3 separate regions of the Pan troglodytes genome follow, and regions 1 and 2 are each linked to region 3. A link is a contact called in public HiChIP or PLAC-seq data. All regions are on one chromosome and are shown on one strand. The core of a region is the stretch at or near the end of the contact, and the rest is flanking DNA. Distances in the headings are between cores, read along the strand shown.

Region 1 (4,512 bases), core at 879-3,378, 380 kb before region 3:
ATCTGTAAATATGTTACCTTGCACTGAGAAGGGATTTTGTAGCTATATAACCTTGAGATTTCAGCTGCTTGAGATTTCAGCACCCCAGCATTTTTGTGTGTGTGTGTGTGTGTGTGCATGAAATAATGAAAATTTTGATCAGGCCCTTGCTTGCTTGTACATGTTAACCGCTCGCTTTTTGCCCAGTATTCCTTGTTCCCACAATGTAATCATAAACTGCTGATGTACTGTTTCTTTGTCAAGCAGAAGGAGATAACTTCAGGGTCATAAGAATAGTTTGCAGAAGGAATGAATTCCTGGAAGGACATTGCAACCAGCTGCCATGTACATACGGCTGCACAAGGTGTTATTTGAAATGGAAGAAACACAGACTTTTCCCTTGGATTCCTTGAAACTCCCTCTCCATTACTCTCTAGCTTCATAAAAACTCCCTGCTTCTTTTTTGTTACTGTGGATCTGAGAGATCTTGCTCTCTTGCTCTCTAACTTTGGTCAAATCGAATAAATATTTCTCTGTCTCCAAGCACCAGTATCTCAATATTTGGCATCAGCTGCCCATCGGGTACATGAGCCTGAATTTGGAGTTCTAAAACAGATGTGATTAAGTTAAAGATTCTGAGATGGAGTGACTATCCTGATTATCTTGATGGGCTCAATGTAATCACAAGGGTGTTTTTAAGAGGGAGGCAGGCAGGAGGGTGAGAGAGACAGAGGAAGAGGAGGAGACTGAAAAATGTCATGCTGACAATGAAGGTGGAGGATAGTGAAATGAGCCAAGGAATGAAGGCAGCCTCTAGAAGCTGGAAAAGGAAAGGAAATGAATTCTTCCCTAGAGATTCCGGAAGGAACCAGCCCTGCCAACTTCAGTCCATTGAAATTAATTTTGGACTTCTGACCTCCAGAAATGTAAAATAACTTCTACTTATTTCAAGCCATTAAGTTTGTCGTAATTGGTTACAGCAGCAATAGAAAACTAATACATAGGCCAACATAGGGCACTGTGGTAACACATTAAAGGGGCCTCTGTATCAAGTTATGGAGTGAGGATGGGGTGTTTAGGAAGAATTACCCCAAGTGACGACCCCAGAGCTGAGGAAAGGAGATTGTGTTTCCGAGGATGACCCAGGTAGAGTAGGTAGATGTGTAAAGGCGCACAGAAAGAGCATGGAAAGTGTTTCAATAAAGTAAGACTGCTTGCATGAAATAGTAGTAATAACATCAACAATATTAACTATGGTAAATGTTCATTGTTTGTATGCCAGGAGTGCCTTGGCATTTCACAAGTCTGTGAGATTGATACTATTATTATCATCTTCATTTTACCCACAGGGATACTAAGGTCTGGAGGAGGAGGTAAGTAAATTTCCTGAGATCACCGAGCTAGTAAACAGCAAAGCTAGAACTAGAACCTTGGCAGTCTGTTTCCAAAATTCACTGTTTTTCTAATACGTTACTGTGGGAGTGTTAAGAACTTAAGGGGGCATTAGCATGGCTGAGGATAAATGAATTATTAGAAAGATATTAATGAGGTAAGGATCACTAGAGCTTGGAATATGATCTTGTCTTGGAGACTGACAGAAGTGGGAATGACTGACAGGTGTCTTCCAAGTTTCTTTGATGTGATCTAGGTTTTGCTGTGGTTCAAGACATAAAGGAGCCTTCCTTTACCACTCAAAGCAAATCACTGCTTCTTCGCTACAAATTCCACACCTTGCACAAACCTCTTCATTTCATTTCTTCCTTTTCCCCCCTAATGTCTGAGGCAGAGTTGGGGGTAAAAGCACCAACTCAATTCTGGGCCTCATTTTCCATATTTGTAAAACGCCTAGAAGTATTTAACAGTTCCAAACTTGGTTGTGCTTCCGAATCCCCTGCGCTAAGTTTAAACAAAACGCAGATTCCTCACCCCATTCTCAGAGATTCTGTTGGTTATTGGGATGGGGCCTTTTTTCCCCCATGATTCTAGGCGGCCACGTGTTGGTAACCAATATACAGATGACTGGGTCCTTCCCAGTCCCACGCGTTTACTCGATGAAGGCAGCCTCCGGCCGGGCTCCTGGCTCCGGCCGGGCTCCTGGCTCCGGCCGGGCTCCTGGCCCCGCCCGAGCCCCACCCCCTGCTCCCTTCCGGCCCGGACTGGGTCCCATCGCCCCACCTCCGGTCGCTCGACGTGCTCTCGCGTAGTTCCGCCTTTCTTAAGTCCCCCCGCCTCGCAAGATGGCTGCGGTGCCGCCGGGCCCGGAGCCGTGGAACCGTGTGAGAATCCCTAAGGCGGGGAACCGCAGCGCAGTGACAGTGCAGAACCCCGGCGCGGCCCTTGGTGAGTGAGGCGCCGGGCGAGGAGGGGGGAACGTTTCCGGGGGAGGCCGCCAGGGCCAGCCGGCGCACGTGGGCGGGGGTGGTACCGGGACTTCCCGGCCCGGGGGACGCTGGGAAGGGGCGCGGGGCACGTAGGGGTCGAGAGGTCCCAGCACTTTGCTGGTGTAGCTTGTAGGGCCTCTGGCTTCGCATTCCTTCATTGAACCAGCTGTGCTAACCCAGGGCTTGGCTGGAGAGATGAAGGACCAAGGCTCAGCCGTGCGCTGAGGGGGCGGAGAGAGGTGGACTCAGCTGGTGCCGGGGAACAGTGCTGCCTGGGAACCCTTGCTCACCCGGGTCTTCGGAGTCTTGTTTACCCTTCCGTCCATTTCCCCTTTCCTTCTTTTTCCTGTCCCCGAGGAGCGGTGGACGTCACCTAAGCACTGGGACTCAAACTGCAATCTTTTCGGACCTCTATCTGCTTATCTGTGAAATGGAGTTAGTCCTACTCCTCACAGGGGCGTTGGGAATATCTAATGATGTAATTTAGGAGACAGTGCGCTGTAAACGACGGTGTTTTGCCACCTACATGGATGGTATTTGTTAGGGTGAAGGGCATATAGTAGGTAGGAGCCTGGCGCAGGAGCCAGGTTGTTTGGGTTTGAATACTAGCTCTACCCTTTGCTGGAGCTTGAAGGAGTCATTGAACCTTTCTGTGCCTCACTGATCTCACTTTCAAATGGAGTTGTAGCACCTTCCTCATAGGGCTGTTTGGGGGGATGAAAGAGTTGATAATGTAGAGAAAGCATTTGGAACACTGCCTGGCATGGTAAATGAACACTCAAATGGAAGCTGTTATGAATGTTAAATACGTAGCTCCGGGGCCCAAGGGAGAGAATACAGTCATAGGTTCTTTGTTTCCGGTTGGGCTGGTAAAGCCCTTTCCTCATCCCTCTTTTCACTAGAGACAAACTAAAAACCATGGCTTTAAGCTGCAAAAAGCCCAAAACAAAACAGAACAGAACAACAAAATAAGGCGGGTTGGACAAGCTTGACTTAGATCATCACATCCCCTTTCCCATATATCCATCCTACACACTTTACAGATTATCCCATCTATCCTTCCTACACACTTTACAGATTAATCCTCCCTCTTTCTCTATTCAAAAATTCTTTAACAACTCCTATTAGGCCTGGGAAATTCACCAACTCACTATCCATCCCCGAGGCAGCCCATTCTGTCTTCAGGTAGTTGTTGGGACAGTAAGAAAATTCTTGTTAGGTAGCAACCAGCCTTTACTTCCACTTAGAATGCTAGTGCTGCCTTTAGAGCCATAAATAACACATGAACTACATCTTAGGGACTACTACAGATTTTCAGACTAGGAAGCATCTGCTGATGAGCACCCGGTGTTCAGTCAGGCGTTCATCAAATAATACGATTTCCAGTTTGGTGGTTTTTCTTTTCTGAATATGTTTGTGTCTCTCATAAAGTGATATCCAAACACAGAAGCCTTGATTCTGAAGACTGTGAATTTATTCATTCTGTCTTGCTTTCGGGCATAGCAACATGGGGAGTTAGAGAGTTATTACACATGTTGTGACATGTGCCCCACCTTCAAGGTGGGGGCTTAAGGGTACACATGAGACGTAAGTGTACACCAAATGACTGACAGCAAAGTATTCATATGAAAGATTATTAAACCATGATAAAGTGCAATGCAAAGATATAGCTTCTTGTTTAACAGATGTTCTCTTAACGATTTCCTGGACTTTATATCATCTGTTACCATTTTCCAACTTCTCTCATACTTAGAATCCTTACGTTCTTAACAGTTGAGACTGATTACATTAGTTTTTGATTCCTTTAAAACAAATAAGGAAAGATGCTTTTTTTAGTGTGTTTTTAATATAATATACTTACTGTAGAAATACATACTAAATCTTATTAGATGTCTCTGCTTCAGACCTTTGCATTGCAGCTGTAATTAAAGAATGCCATCTCGTCATACTGTCGCTGAAGAGCCAAACCTTAGATGCAGAAACAGATGTGTTATGTGCAGTCCTTTACAGCAATCACAACAGAATGGGCCGCCACAAACCCCATTTGGCCCTCAAACAGGTGAGGAAGCCCGGTAGGTGAGACCCAACCTGTTCACTTGAAAATGTAGATCACACTGCCACTTACTATATTGCTATTTATGGAAATCTCGTG
Region 2 (4,144 bases), core at 725-3,224, 350 kb before region 3:
GAGAGACTTTACTCCTGGCCTGGGTTGCGCGTGCGTGACTTCCCGCTGCCGCGACGCCTGCTGGGAGTTGTTGTCTCCTCTGGCCTCGCTCGTTCCGGTCTAAGTTTTTTGCCGTCAGTGCGCGGGAGGAGGGTGGAGGCAGGCGGTGACCTGCGGGGAACAGCTCACTGGGTTTCTTTAACACCGTGGGCTTAACGATTATGTCTTACTGGAAGGATGTTTAACGGTTTGCAGAGGTGAAAGACCTATCTGGCCATGTGGCCCTTGAGTCTCAAGCGAAGGACTAAAGTGTGAAGCTCCGATGCGTTCCAGGAACGTTTGATTTTCACAGTTTTTGGTTATCTTATTAACTGTTGACGTTTGTCGTAAGTCCGCAGCACTAGGATAAACACTTTTGCAAAAAAGAAAAGGGCTGCTGAGAAATGTGATTGTAATAGCACCTCGTTTTCGTGGAAGGGACTGTTTGTATTTCCGCCTTCACTACAGGTGCAGGAAATGTCATTAAATTTTAGAGATTTCTTACAAAAACAGTTTTGCACAGATGTTACAGAATTGTTTCGTGGACGTTTCGTAATATCATCTTATTTCAAAAGTTTCTCCCTAAAGTCGATCAGTACTGAAATGGGAGATACAGGTATCATGATGATGACATGAATAACTGAAAAATATTCATATGTTTAAAAAAACTAGGTTTTCTAAAACATCAGCAGCCCAGAAAGGGTAACTCATGGTTTCTTGAGCTATTTCCCAGGTTGTTCAGTAACTAAACAGTACAATTCTTGAATAAATATGATACAAAAATTAATGAACAGAACCTGCGACTTTGAGGGCAGCCAATACGGCAGCCTGATGTGCTGCTGGCTGGCTAATTTTTTATTGCTCTTTGCATTAGGGTTTGGGGTGCCTTTCTGTTCGCTATTCTCTCTCCTCCATGTATAAAAGTGTATATAATACTCTGTTGTATACATCAGAAATTTGGGATTCTCATTACTGTGTGTTTCATTCATCCGTGTGAAGAGATCACCAAACAGTCTTTGTGTGAGCAACAAGGCTGTTTATTTCACCTGGGTGCACGTGGGCTGAGTCCCAAAAGAGAGTCAGCAAAGGTGGTGGGATTATCATTAGTTCTTATAGGTTTTGGGATAGGCGGTGGAGTTAAGAGCAATGTTTTAGGGGCAGAGGATAGATCTCACAAAGTACATTCTCAAGGGTGGGGAGAATTACAAAGAAACTTCTTAAGGGTGGGGGAGATTATAAAGAACATTGATCAGTTAGGATAGGGCAGAAACAAATCACAATGGTGGAATGTCATCAGTTAAGCTGTTTTCACTTCTGTGGATCTTCAGGCCTTCTGGATGTATACGTGCAGGTCACTGGGGCTATGATAGCTTAGCTTGGGCTCAGAGGCCTCACGCTGTGTATGTAATATACTTTGAAAGTGCTTTTATACATGCCATTTTGTTTTCAAACCTTGGAACCCCAGGTTTGGAAATAAGAGCTTTGGTGATTCTTAGAAAGGTTTTAGAGGTGTTCCGGGATTAATAGACATTATAGTATTCATTTAATAATCATTCATGTTTCTGAATTCTAAATCATTTTGGATTTTACCTGATAGGACAAATCATTTTAGAATTATTTGATGGGACACTTTTTGCAACAAATTGTCTTGTCATGCAAAGCTTGAAGGATCAAACGGTCTACTGGAAAGAAGTATGACTAGTAAAACCACTTGACAATTTATATATTTTTTTCTCTTTCACTTCATCTTTTAAAAGCATCTGTGTAAACAAAGCATATAAAACTTCAGAAGGATGATTTAGAGTTAATAATACACTATGTTTTCCCTCAACATGATTAAACTCTTTCATAATTTGCAGAAGTTCAAATATGAAACATACGTAGCAGTGAGACCTACTAGTGAGACGGGTGAGGGCTAGAATTGGGAGGAATTAGTTTGTAATAACCCCATTGTAGGGCTGCAGTGGAAATCATCTGGTCTACAGGGAATTATCAAAGCCCAGGAAAAGAGGCTCACACCTGTAATCCTAGCACTTTGGGAGGCCAAGGCAGGAGGATCGCTTGAGCCTGGGCAACAAAACGAGACTGTCCCTAAAAAAATAGTAAAAACAAAATTAGTATTGAAGGGAATCAAGTCTGGTGGATAGGATGTTGTGACAGGACTTTCTGGGTTCTGGCAATAGTACTGTGAATCTGTTGTTGTTGGCAGCATCTTGGTTTGAGGTGGTCTTTTTGTGTGTGGAGTAGGAGCTCAGCCAATAAGTGTAGATGGGGAGTCAGGATCTAGTCTGCTAGATCAGGACTAGGTCAGGGCTAAGATTCAGAATAGGGTTTTAGTCCAAGTAGGGAAAAGAAGGACTGTAGATTAGAAAACCTTGCTGTCTAATATGCGCCTCCCATTTACTAGGTCCAAAACAGAATTTCTAATATCCTCTAATTGTCTCCTAATCTGTAAGAGACAATGGCACCTCCATTCCTCCAATTGACTTAGCTGAAAATCTTGGGAGAAAATTCTGGACTCCTTTTTCTGTTACCCCAAGTCCAAGTTGTTAGCAATCCTCTTGGCTTTACCTTGAAAACATATCCTGAATTGGATACTTTTTAGCACATCCACTGCTACCACCCTGATACAAGCCACCATTATCTCCCACCTAGATTATTGCAGTAGCTTTCAAATTGATCACCCACCTTTGCCCTTTGCCCCCTTCAGTATATTTGCAACATGGTGATAGGGAAGTGGGGCAGGGAAGTGTGAGGAGAAGGGCAGGTCCCTGGCTAGAGCTCCACCCCCGGCCTGTGCCCACGGACCTAGGTGAGGACAGGCACTTCTGGCTTTGTGCCCAAATGTTGCATTTCCCAAAGCCACCCAGGTCTACCACACCCCCATCCTGTGCCTATAAAAACCCCGACACCTAGCAGGCAGACACACAAGTGGTTGGACCTTGAGAGGAACACGTTGGTGGAAGAAGACACGAGCTGCTGGATGTCAAGAGGACGTCGAGGGGAGCAGGCTGCCCACCAGCAGGCCATTGACCAGTAGAATGATGCAGAGTTTGGCCGGGGTGGTTGGAGGGCTGCTGAGTGGCTGAACTCCTGGGGAAAACCATCTCCCTTCTGGCTCCCCTATCTGCTGTGAGCTACTTCCACTCAAAACCATGCACTCATTCTCCAAGCCCATGTGTGATCCGATTCTTCCAGTACACCAAGGCAAGAACCCAGGATATAGAAAACTCTTTGTCCTTGTGACAAGGTAGAGGGTCTAATTAGCTGGTTAACACAAGCTGCCTATAGATGACAAAACTAAAAGAGCACACGGTAGCAGATGCCCACTGAGGCTTCAGGAGCTGTAAACATCCACCCCTAGATGCTGTCGTGGGGTCGGAGCCCCACAACCTGCCTGTCTGTATGCTCCCCTAGAGGTTTGAGCAGTGGGGCCCTGAAGAAGTGAGCCATTCCTTGTCACATGCCCTTCGAGGGGGACAAGAGTACTTTTCCCATTTCAGTGGCAGCAACCATGATCCTGTTAAAACATAAGCTAAACCTCCAGGAGCTTCCTGTCTCACTCATAGAAAAAGTTCTTCCACTAACCTAAAAAGCCCTACATGATCTTTCATTTTCTTCTTCCACTCTTGTCTGACTTCATCTATTGTTATTTTTCCCCTTGTCTACTCCATTCCAGCCACACTGGCTTCCTTGCTGTTTTTCAAGCAAGCCATATACACACACCTGCCTCTGTGTCCTTGTACTTCTCCCTGGAATGCTTACCCCAGATAATCACATGGCTTATTCCCAGTATGACTTAGGATGTATTTATGGCCAACCTTCTGAGAAAAAGTGCCTTCTGTTTTGATAACGAGGAGGTAGTTTACCACAAAGTTAACAAGGTTTTAAAAATTTAATATGACTTTGACAGGTGTTACTTTATACATCATCCCCAGAATCAGCTTTTATTGCTAAAATTCATCTGCCCTAAATGTCATAGTTATACTCTGTCATGCTCAGCTAAGAATAGAAGGAAGATAGGTAGGACAGGATCCTCTCAATTGTTCTTATTGCGATGTCTGCCTCTATAGTGAATGGCCAGTAGGTCCAGAGTGATCCCAATTTATGTCCAGGTCCTATAGGT
Region 3 (4,188 bases), core at 654-3,153:
GCACAGCGTGTTACCCTGAGCCTTGGTCCCAGGTTGCTGAAGTCTTGGATTAGTGTGGGTCTGACCAGTTAGCACACTCCTTTTTGGATGCCTTCTTACATTCACTCCAGCTTTCGTCAAATAACTATCCCCACCCTAGTTTCTCTAAAGCAGTTCTAGTTTGTACATTCTTTCCTTTCCTCCCCACAAATTACTACAAAACCAGTGTCAGGTAGTTTCCTATCAATTAATTCCCAAATTAGCATTTCTAAAGTCTACTTTAACATTTTCTTCCTTTCACCTTTTCTGACTCAACATCAATGTCTTCCTTTCAGATATCACCAACCCCCACCACCCTCCCCCAACCCCTAGCACTAATTGGTTAATTGTTTCTTCAGTTGCAGAAAAATAGAAAGATCTAAATGGAGGACTTACAAAATATGGAGCTCTTAAATAACGGACTTGGAATTGAGAATTATTACAAGCCATTAATCATTATAGGTCTCCCCGGAAATGAATGAATGAGAATTTATCATTGCTCTTATTAGGTACGTGCCTCCAAGACTTCTTCAGGAGGATTTTCTGAAGCCCCAGGTAAGCGTTTAGGCATTGAGATGAAAACAAGCATGAGAAGCCCCACTTTGCCAGTGTGTGCGTATGTATCTGTGTGTGAGAAGAGACTGGGGGAAGGCGTTGGGTGTGGGGTGGGGACTAACGGACGTGGTGGAGTGTTAGGTCCTCTCTGGTGTGTGTGTTTAGTGCGCCATCTGGTGACTGAAGCTCACAGAGGGAAGAAAGCCTGAGGTCCTAGGAAGACAGGCACAACTCAGGGTTGGGGTGGCTCCTCACCGTCAGTTTGAGGTTGCTAAAGTGGCTGTATTTCAGCTTTACCAGCGCACAGGTGACAAATGTTGTGCATATCATGGAGAGGTTTGTGTAAGTCATGACTTATTCAAGAAAAAGAATAAAGGGCTTTAAGGACCTATTGAGAAAAGCAAAAAGTACAGTTACACAATTATCCCAGACGGTAGGACTCTAAAAGTGTAAGTACTCTGGTTGAACAAATAAATGAAACTCTTCTATGAATGTGGGAAATGCAAAAAGGAATTGAAGGAAGGGAAGAAACTGAAGGTATGAGTAGAAAATTAAAGAGAGAGGCAAGATAGCATCACGCTTTGTAGGCTGTTCTAAACCTGGGTTCAAATTTCAGAGCTACTGCTTACCTTTTGTGGGACAATAGGCAATTTATTTAAACTCACCAAGCCTCAGTTTGCTCATCTATAAAATGAGGATCATTCTATTTACTTCCTAAGGATACTGTGAGGGTTAAATAAAAGAATTCACAAAAATACTAAGCCCAAAGCTTCACATGTAAATGCTCAATAAATGGTAGTTGTTATAAGCAGAGAGAAGAGAAGAGGAAATGAAAAGCCAGAAGGCAGAAAGCTCAGTAAGGATAGTGTAGGACGCATTAGAAAATTATGAGAAAGGAAGTAACATCTAGGACCCTCCAACTTAGCACAAGGCTAGGTTGATCAACCCAACAGGTGAATACCACGAAGGCTGCAATCTATGACTCCAGTGGACAGAGGGTCTCTGCCTGAAGCCCACTTTTGTTATTATCCTTACAAGTGTCTGAGAGAATGCCACAGCAGGGCTGGCCATCCTTCTTGGTACCCCTGGGACTTCAAAGTGTGGCCGGGCAACTCTATAGTTAACCTCTATACAGGACTTTCTCAGTTCCATGCTCGTAGCTTATGTGAAAAAAGTCAAATGTGACCAGGGCAAGATGGGGCTGATCAAGGCATAACAACTAGGGATGAAGTTTGATCCAGTGAGGGACGCTATTAGCATGACTGAGCTGGCAAGGAGGTTTCTGAGAACCCTGGCTTGCCACTGTTGGTGGCAGTTAATAGTGACGTGGAGAGTCAGCTCGCCCAGCATGGCCGGAAGAAATATCCACGTAACCTGAGACCCCTTCCTTCTCCACTGAATCCTTATGGCAGACTCAGGAGGTAGAATCCCAAAGCTGCCTCACTCTCTCTTTCGGAACCTGATAAGTCTACTTCTATGGATTGCCTAAAGCCCTTCAGACATCTAAAGTCTCTGCAGAGGAAAATATTGCACTACACACACACACACAAACACACACACTCGGGACCTCCAAGGGAGCCCTTAGTCTACCATCTGCAGCCAGAGCTTTGAAGCTAGAGATCATAATGCCTGTTCCCTGATGTAATAGTCAACTGCAATCTCGACTTGCAGCCATTGCCTGCATTTCTAACCTTTTACCAGCTTCCTTCCATGCCGAGGAGAAACTAGGACCAAGAACACAGTAATATGATCCCCAATTAGCATAAAATATAAACAACCTAGTCATGTTTTCCATGGGCTTTTCCAACCTCAAACTAAAAGCACAAAGCAGGGAGAAAGATATAAGAATATACACATGGAACTATAAATACATATATACTGTCTGTGTCGGCACAGCCAAGCACCCTGACCCAAATGAGTATCTGTCTCTAAGAAAAGCATGTAGCCTGATGCAGAAATCGGAGAATTTTCTCCTTCCAAAGTACAGTGTAAGAACAGACTGGAAGAGAAGTTACCCCGATTACTTGGTTTGGAAGGGGTTAAGGCACCAGTCATCCTCTTCTAAAGTGATTTATGATGATGTGTGGAGTTTAAAAACTTTCCCCCACCCCAAAGAACAGCCCTCTCACTCCTCACTGAGTCCACTCTGAACGTGCTAAAATGGGAAGGAGGCGGTGTTCTGCTGATCTGTTAAATTCTTAGTGAAGTGTCCTTGATTTCCAGTGGCTGCTGTTGTTTGAGTTTGGTTTGGAGCAAAACTGAGGTAGTCCTAACATTTCTGGGACTGAATCCAGGCAAGAGAAAGAAGAAAAAGAAGAAGAAAAAGAGGAGGAAAAAGGTAGGGAGAAATAAAGGGAGGAGAGAAGCATAGTGAAAGAAAAAAAAAGTCCCTTTTCGACATCACATTCCTGTGTTTTCCCTCAGCCTGGAAAACATATTAATCCCAGTGCTTTTACGCCCGGAAACAAAGAGACTAAGCCAGACTGTGGGGGAAAGGGAGATAAGAAGGATCCTGGAACTTTAAAGAGGGAAAGAGTGAGATTCAGAAATCGCCAGGACTGGACTTTAAGGGACGTCCTGTGTCAGCACAAGGGACTGGCACACACAGACACACGAGACCGAGGAGAAACTGCAGACAAATGGAGATACAAAGACTTAGAAGGACAGCTCCTTTCACCTCATCCTACTTGTCCAGAAGGTAAAAAGACACGTCCAGAAGGTAAAAAGACACAGCCAGAAAGAAAAGGCATCGGCTCAGCTCTCAGATCAGGACAGGCTGTGGATCTGTGGCGGTACTCTGAAAGCTGGAGCTGCAGCACACCCCTTTTGTATTGCTCACCCTCGGTAAAGAGAGAGAGGGCTGGGAGGAAAAGTAGTTCATCTAGGAAACTGTCCTGGAAACCAAACTTCTGATTTCTTTTGCAACCCTCTGCATTCCATCTCTATGAGCCACCATGTAAGTGTGTAATCCTTTCTGTCTTTGATCTGTTTATTTGTTTCTTTATTGCTTATTTTGAAGGAATGAAATGTGAATGTTGTCATAATTAATATGCTAGTTTGCATTTTCTTTGGAGCATCCAGAGCATTAGTTGAAACAGTACAAGCATGCTGACTGGGAAACTGAATTGGATTTCCTGCTTAATGTAACTGTCTCTGTTAAACACTAACAAATTATAGGGGATTGAAAGTAACAGGATCTCATCCCATTTTCCATCTCCTGACCTCCCTCCTTCTCTCTAACCAACCTTTTCCCCTCCCCTTGGCTGAGATACAGAAAAAGAAAATGACCAGCTCTGTTTCCAGTTAAATAATTTTCTTTCTTTTTTCCCCCTCCCCTTTGTTTTATGACCTCCGTGCATCGCAAAGTGGATTACACAATGACATGGAGAATGGGACCCCGTTTCACTATGCTGTTGGCCATGTGGCTAGTGTGTGGATCAGAACCCCACCCCCATGCCACTATTAGAGGCAGCCATGGAGGGCGGAAAGTGCCTTTGGTTTCTCCGGACAGCAGTAGGCCAGCTCGGTTTCTGAGGCACACTGGGAGGTCTCGCGGAATTGAGAGATCCACTCTGGAGGAACCAAACCTTCAGCCTCTCCAGAGAAGGAGGAGTG

The links. HiChIP or PLAC-seq counts read pairs in DNA pulled down with a chosen protein or histone mark.
Region 1: an H3K4me3 HiChIP or PLAC-seq map of stem cell-derived excitatory neurons shows a contact between it and region 3, with 12 times the contacts expected there. The contact joins the promoter of NEPRO here to the promoter of CCDC80 in region 3. A contact is called at or near these places in 2 of 7 Hi-C or Micro-C datasets (induced pluripotent stem cells and stem cell-derived neural progenitor cells) and 1 of 1 datasets of contacts at active chromatin or transcription factors (stem cell-derived excitatory neurons).
Region 2: a contact with region 3 is called in an H3K4me3 HiChIP or PLAC-seq map of stem cell-derived excitatory neurons, with 18 times the contacts expected there. The contact joins the promoter of GTPBP8 here to the promoter of CCDC80 in region 3. A contact is called at or near these places in 5 of 7 Hi-C or Micro-C datasets (blood, induced pluripotent stem cells, a lymphoblastoid cell line and 1 more), 1 of 1 datasets of contacts at active chromatin or transcription factors (stem cell-derived excitatory neurons) and 1 of 1 other capture datasets (stem cell-derived neural stem cells).

What each region holds. Positions count from the first base shown.
Region 1 is chr2:116,356,518-116,361,029 of NHGRI_mPanTro3-v2.0_pri, reverse strand. NEPRO (nucleolus and neural progenitor protein) reads left to right here and starts at 2,128. Exons shown (of 9, transcript NM_001251850.4): 1 at 2,128-2,319; 2 at 4,265-4,419. The coding sequence starts at 2,217.
Region 2 is chr2:116,326,033-116,330,176 of NHGRI_mPanTro3-v2.0_pri, reverse strand. It overlaps GTPBP8 (GTP binding protein 8 (putative)), which reads right to left and starts at 1,974. Exons shown (of 5, transcript XM_009446161.5): 1 at 1-1,974.
Region 3 is chr2:115,976,510-115,980,697 of NHGRI_mPanTro3-v2.0_pri, reverse strand. It overlaps CCDC80 (coiled-coil domain containing 80), which reads left to right and starts at 1,903. Exons shown (of 8, transcript XM_001156251.7): 1 at 1,903-3,529; 2 at 3,940-4,188. The coding sequence starts at 3,951.